Linked DNA regions of Rattus norvegicus: region 2 is linked to region 1. The links are chromatin contacts, called in public Hi-C maps. All regions are on one chromosome and are shown on one strand. Each heading gives the region's core, a stretch centred on a gene start, on an enhancer-like site or on the middle of the called end of the contact. The rest is flanking DNA. Distances are from core to core; before and after follow the strand shown.

Region 1 (3,170 bases), core at 577-3,076:
TATTTGAATTACAGAATTTGTACCTGAAGGCTATCAGACTCTCAGAGCTCTGGGTTGTTGGTCTACCTTACCGATGTGCACATGCTGGGAGAAGGGACAGAATATTGTATCTGGGTCTCCAAGCTCTGAAGTCAGCGTGAGGAGAGGCAGGCAGCGAAATCTACATGCTTTGCTCGTCTATATCTACTTTCGGAATGAACAAAGAGAGAAACAGGATGCTTCTCTCTCCCGGTGACAGAAATGGCCCAGAAATGTGTGAATTTCCAGTTTGTTCCTCTCAATTCCACCTCATTCCCTGCTTCTCTTTACTCTTAGCAAGGAAGGGATGTGAGGCAAGATAAACACATGCCTGCTATGGGACCGTCTCCCACCTGACACCCAGCAGGAGAAAAGTCAAGAATGCACATTTGAAAACTGCTTAAAACCAACTTTAAAAATACATATGGAGAATCTGCACACATAACCCCACCCCCACCTCCAGGTGAAAGGGTCACACCCAACCTCCTCTCTCACAGGCAGCTACTGCTTTTCTTTATGGAAACTTGAAAGTTTTCTCTAGAAGGATCTCTTATCTGAGCATTGACAACGGATTGTTTGGGATACTTCTTTCCTGTCACTGTAGAGGGCTGCTCTGTGCTCTCCAGAATGTTCAATGGTGTTTTGGGGTTAGAAGTCTTGCCTCCAGAAATGACTGTGTTGAGGGACACTGACACTATTCCCTTGTCATAAGCCATAGTTCCGCCACATCTGGAGTTTCACTCTGTGCTTTTAGGTACCCATGGTTAACCATGGTCTGAAATAGAAATGGAAACTTTCACAAATGCTCAAATCCATGAGCTGTAACTTGTGTCACCTTCTAAGTAACGTGAAACCTTGCTATCTCACTTTGTCCTGCTAGGGATATGACTCATCCCCTTGTCTAGTGTATCTACACTGTATATGTTACCCTCTTGTTAGCTACCTTGCACTTTTCGTGGCTATCAGGTTCACTGTAACCATGCAACAGTGCTTACATTCAGATAAGCCTTATTTTAAAGTTAAGTATGGCCTCAGCTAGCAAAAGAGTGCTGCAAAGGAAGTATCAGATCATAGCACACGAAAGGGTGGATTGACTCTGAAACTGTGTAGCAGTGCTCTGGTATGTGTGAGGCACGGTATACATAGAATTCAGAAATGAGCCACAGGTTCAGGCATCCACTGAAGCCTTAGAATATAACCCCTTTGGATGAAGGGGGACCATTGTATGTATAAGACAGAAGAATAGTATTCTCTTGTGTGTTTGTACTAAAAATGTTTTACCCTCTTTCGATTTGTTTTTTTTTTTTAATTAGTTGTCTGTTATAAATAATTCTGTGAGGAATGCAGGTAAGAACTCCATGGAGAAAACTCAACAGGAAATGGCTAGGCCACAGGGATGCACACTTAATATAGTGTCAAATATTAGTCAGCTCATCTTCTGAAAAAATCGTACCAATGTTCACTTTCCCTAACAGTGTACAAGAATTCTATAAACCCTTGCCAACTCAGTGCCTTCAACAACAACAACAATAACAAAAAACCTTTTCATCTTTTTTTAGCCTGAAGGATAAAAACCGTGGTCTTCCAGTAATCTCAGTTCTGCCCCTGTGCTCTAGCACGGGGTTCTGGAGAGAAGTTGCTCAAAACGCGCCCTCTCTGAGATCCTGTGGCTGGTATAGGAACTCCAACAAGGAGCTCTGAGAGGGCTCTTCTGTCCCTTCTCCTTTCTGCGGGCTATGCTCAACTTGTGTAAGCTTCTGTAAATTGTAAATGATTCTTCAGGAGAGGACCCAGCCCCTTCCAACAGCGTGCTGACGGCGCAGTACGTGCCAGAGCGTGGCTGCTGGAAAGCTCTCTGCATTCCTGTAGGTGTGTGGACGAGAAACGTGTTATCGTTTTCTGTGGCACTCGCCCCTCTGGGTGCTGAGAGGTGCTGTCTGCTTTCATCTGTGCGCTGAGTTACAGATACACATGATCAAATGAAGCCAAGACAAGAATCAAGCCTCATAAAACTCTTGCCTACAGCATGTACCAAGAAATGTTGATCGTGCCAAGACTACACGGGCTGAGCAAAGTCAGGAGTTGTGCAATTACCCAGCAGGGGTTGAGATTTCTGAGAAAAACAGGAACCTCATTGAAAAATCTAAGCACAAAATGAAGCCTATTCTTTTTTTTTTTAGAGGCCATGTTGATATTTCACTAACATGGACATTGGAAACCATGGCTTTCTGATCTCTAGGATTTATTTCCTCAGTAAAGCCCAGCATGAAATAAATTTTCCATTCTTGGATTTTCTGAGTGGCTCATTTTGATTCTAAGTTAAACCGAGATTTTTAGGTAGACCAAAGTGTTCTTTCACTGCCTGATTTTGAACATAGAGTTGTTTTGTTTTTCTTGCCAAGGATGTTGATTGAAAGCCTACTATGTGCCAGACTGTAGAGAAAGTATTAATGAGAAAGACCTTATGAGGACTGGTTGGACTTCCCATTAAAGGAAAGGAGATCCAAGGAGAGGGTCTGGAGCTAGGTGTGTGTGGTGGTCTCTAGCCTACGTTCAGGAACTCCTAGCCTCTGAAGCTTAGCATAATTTAGTTAGGGCCCGCAGGAGATAACCTAAAGAAAGGTCTTCTGGAAAGTCAGCTGAAGGCTTGATGCGATCACTGGCTAGCTACCCCATGCTGAAGAAGAGGTTTCCCTGCCGTAAGTAACACAAGACACTAGGCACTGGAAAAATAAGCAACAAATACTCACCACCTGGGAGACAAGGATACTACATACTGTGTGAGGCTACACAGGGATGACACTCAAGAGCAGTAAGACTCAGAAAGGCCTAAGTGAGGCAAGCTCTGTATGACAATGGGGTGCAGTAGCCATAGTTCCTGCAAGAAGAGGGGATGGATTTGTCTGAAATGTTTGCAGGTTACAAAGAATGTGAAACCTCTTTTAGGTTGAGGATTGGGCGGGAGTGAGAGTGCAGTCAGTCTCCAGGTCCTGTAAAGGTCAAAGAAGCTATGATAGCGTCTGTCAGGTTCCTGAGGACTTCCCTGTTTCTTTCCTAACAGGAGGACAAGGTTAGCATCAATAACATGGACCACGACTCTGCCACTTACAGCTCACCTAACATAAACATACCACCTACATTTGCTGATGCAC
Region 2 (2,955 bases), core at 46-2,545, 140 kb before region 1:
ATTATACAGGACAAGAAGCATCTGGCCCCCCACATTTATGCACACACATGCACATTCAAACAGGCACCCACACTACACGCACTTACACATATGAAAAATCAAGATACCTTTATCTGGTACATGATTTGCTATCTCTATATTTGGGCTTTAGCCATGTCTTTCGGCTCGTGAGAAAATGATTCATTAAGGGTCTCCATCGAAATTCTCTCACCGTGTCTTGAACTGAGATTGGAAGAAGCTAAGCATATCTGAGTTTCGGTTGCTTAGTTTGGTTGGGTTTAATTCTGTTCAATCAGAATTGGCCATCTCGCCCCACAGACCTTGAACACCATGATGTTGTAGCTTTTGAGTGTTCCAACTCCTTGCTCCTTTCCATCCGACATTTTGAGAGCATGTGATCAACAGTGCAGCTTCCAAGGAGAAAGGCAGAGATAAGGCAGTCAGCACAAGCAGGCCTGTGAAAACAGGAAACCACTCTTCCCACACCAGACGATGGTCCTCTGGGTGGGAAGGAGACCCTCTGAGAGCCTGTGCTGTCCAGAGTACGTGAGGAGCCCCAGGGAACTCTTGACTCACCCTACAAAGGTGCCCAAGCAGGAGAAGGGCTTCTCCATTATGTAAGGGATTTGTAAGCATTCTGAAATTATTCTGTGAGCACTCTGTGAATGTGTTAGGATAAAGTCCTTCAGATGGTAGGTAGTACTTAAGCTCTGCAGAATGTATGTTTTATAGCTAAATTGGTGGTGCTTTTCATTTTCTTTTTATGTTTTGTTGTTGTTGTTGTTGTTGTTGTTGTTGTTGTTGTTCTGAGAGAGGGTCTGACTCTGGAACTCATAGCAAACCTCCTGCCTCAGCCTCCAGGTACTGGAAATGTAGATGTGAAAAATTATTCTTAGCTGTGATTTTTATAATGTACTTCATATTCTTTGCCCTGTAGAAGATGAAAACGCTTAGCTGTTGTGACAGAGATGGTTGTCACCAAACCCCACTAATGGAGGGAGCACACATGCTCACACTTGCCTTACCTGCAGCCTGGGCTCGATTGAAAATGGCATCTTACTGTTTCTACAATGCAATCTGCTATTCATTCTAGTCACTTGTTTTGACAAAGAAGTGTCTCCAGTCGGAAGAGCCAGAGGCTTCACTCCTGAGTAACAGCACTCCTCTCTCCCTCTGTCTCCCCCAACCCCCAGGAGGACAAGTATTGGCTTCGTGGCCTACTGCTGCTCCGCCCAGTGTCTGCGGACTTTTAACCTGCTGTGTTGACAAACACTCGGAGCCTTAGGAGCACTGCCAGCTCAGCCACTGCAGCTGCCTGCCATCGCCCAGTGTGCGGCCGCCGGGCCAGGAGAGTCCAGCAAGGCAGGACAGACCCTTCCTGTCCTGTCCAGAGGAGAGGCATGCTGAACTCTCTGGAAATGTCTTGATTGGCCTTCACCTTTCCCTCAAGTTGGAATATATCCTGCCCCAAATTAAGGACGTTTTGTCTTCTGTGTCTTTCTTTTTATGTGAGAGTGTCTCATATATAAACTTAGCCAGATGAGCTTCCCCCCATCTAATTTAAAGCAAGCTGCAGTTCCCTAAAGAACTCTTAATCTGATAATAGAACCAAATTAACTGTTGGATGACATACCTTTGGTGATGATCCTCTGCCTTTCCCCAGAGGATGATTTTCCCTTGAGATTATTCTCTGTAGCTTCCGCATTGGAAACTTGTCAGCTTCTAGAGTCTCTGCAGCCCCTATGGCCTCAGCAGCCAGCACAGCAGGAGAGGGAGCCGGGGCTGGCACAGTCAGGCTCCTGCAGAGGGACAGCTGGCTCCAGAGCACACCCTCTGGAAAGTTCCTGTCTTATTTCTAAGTTTTGCAACCTATGAAGACATTTTTTGAGAGAGATTTAAAAACAAAAATGTAATTAAATATACTTTTGTTCTAAACTACTACTACAGAAAAAGACATTTTGAAATGTCTGAGATTTTCTTAGCAAAATTGGAAACGTTGAGGCTTCTAATCCTCTGCTTAGTGGGGCTTAGTGGTATTTACCTGGTACCACCAATGAAATTGCCTTCATTTTCTCAGACTTCTCCCTAGGGAAACAAGGAATGAACGGGTCCACATGAGTTTCCTTTGCCAGAGAGATGAGCTCTCTGGGGGACATCTGATTTGCTCTCCTTTGAAGGGATGCTGCTGTAATCTGCTTTACTTTCAGGAGTCCGTTAGCTTGCTGTGGAGTGAGTGCTGCTTTTGGGGGTGAAAGTTCTATGTTTACTGCTATGATTTATGTAAGACAAGACTGAAAGGAGAATCAAGAAGGGTTACTAGGTGGAAAAACTATTTTCCAAAACTTTGGTTGGTGACATTTTGTTAGCCAGCCTAACTGTAATTCTAGGTTCTAACCGTGCCAAAAATCCTACATAGTTACTGACAAGTGTGTGATCTCTTTGCAGTCACACCACCTGCTGCCCGAAAAGCAGTCTCTCCAAGTAATGGCAGAGGCAGAAAGCGGCCATGCATGCCATGGTTGCCACTGTCCCTACTTCTTCCTGTCCCTTTCACAACTTCTCTGTTCAGCCTTAATATTTCAAAGGCCTACAGTATAATAGGAACTGAGCATCTGGATCAAACGTACCTCTTCTGTCATCCTTCGGAATAATGGAAGTTTCAGCACAACCCTACATGTACATAAGCTGGAAGCAGGAAAATGTGACCTGACACTTCACATATGTGTTTGACTTAAAGGAACGTCAGTGAAATACAGGGCTGCGTCTTTGTTTCACCCTCGACCATCTTATGTCTTAAGTGGAGCTGTGAAATGTCACCCTGATACTCAGGAATTCTCAATGAGAGGTGTGGGATACTTTTGTTCTAACTTGTTTAAATTCTTAATAAAGTGTTTACACTCCAGGTGTCTCTCCTCCTGTTACTGCAGCGTACTGAACACCAGCAGGCCTGGGCAC

What was found. Hi-C and Micro-C count contacts between places; a contact is called where the count stands out from the background.
Region 2: a contact with region 1 is called in a Hi-C map of liver, with 2.4 times the contacts expected there. The contact joins two enhancer-like sites. A contact is called at or near these places in 1 of 12 Hi-C or Micro-C datasets (liver) and 1 of 1 datasets of contacts at active chromatin or transcription factors (oligodendrocytes).

What each region holds. Positions count from the first base shown.
Region 1 is chr1:130,398,622-130,401,791 of GRCr8, reverse strand. No RefSeq gene overlaps it. Among named protein-coding and RNA genes, the nearest start is that of Mef2a, 8.0 kb to the right of the region's middle. Within about 2 kb of position 1,826, at least 12 of the 93 cell types and tissues checked have an H3K27ac peak or open chromatin away from gene starts, as enhancers often do. A contact at or near this core is called in liver, where this site is marked.
Region 2 is chr1:130,537,876-130,540,830 of GRCr8, reverse strand. Lrrc28 (leucine rich repeat containing 28) reads left to right here. Exons shown (of 10, transcript NM_001108486.1): 10 at 1,194-2,901. The coding sequence ends at 1,266. Among named protein-coding and RNA genes, the nearest start is that of Lrrc28, 120 kb to the left of the region's middle. Within about 2 kb of position 1,295, at least 6 of the 93 cell types and tissues checked have an H3K27ac peak or open chromatin away from gene starts, as enhancers often do. A contact at or near this core is called in liver, where this site is marked.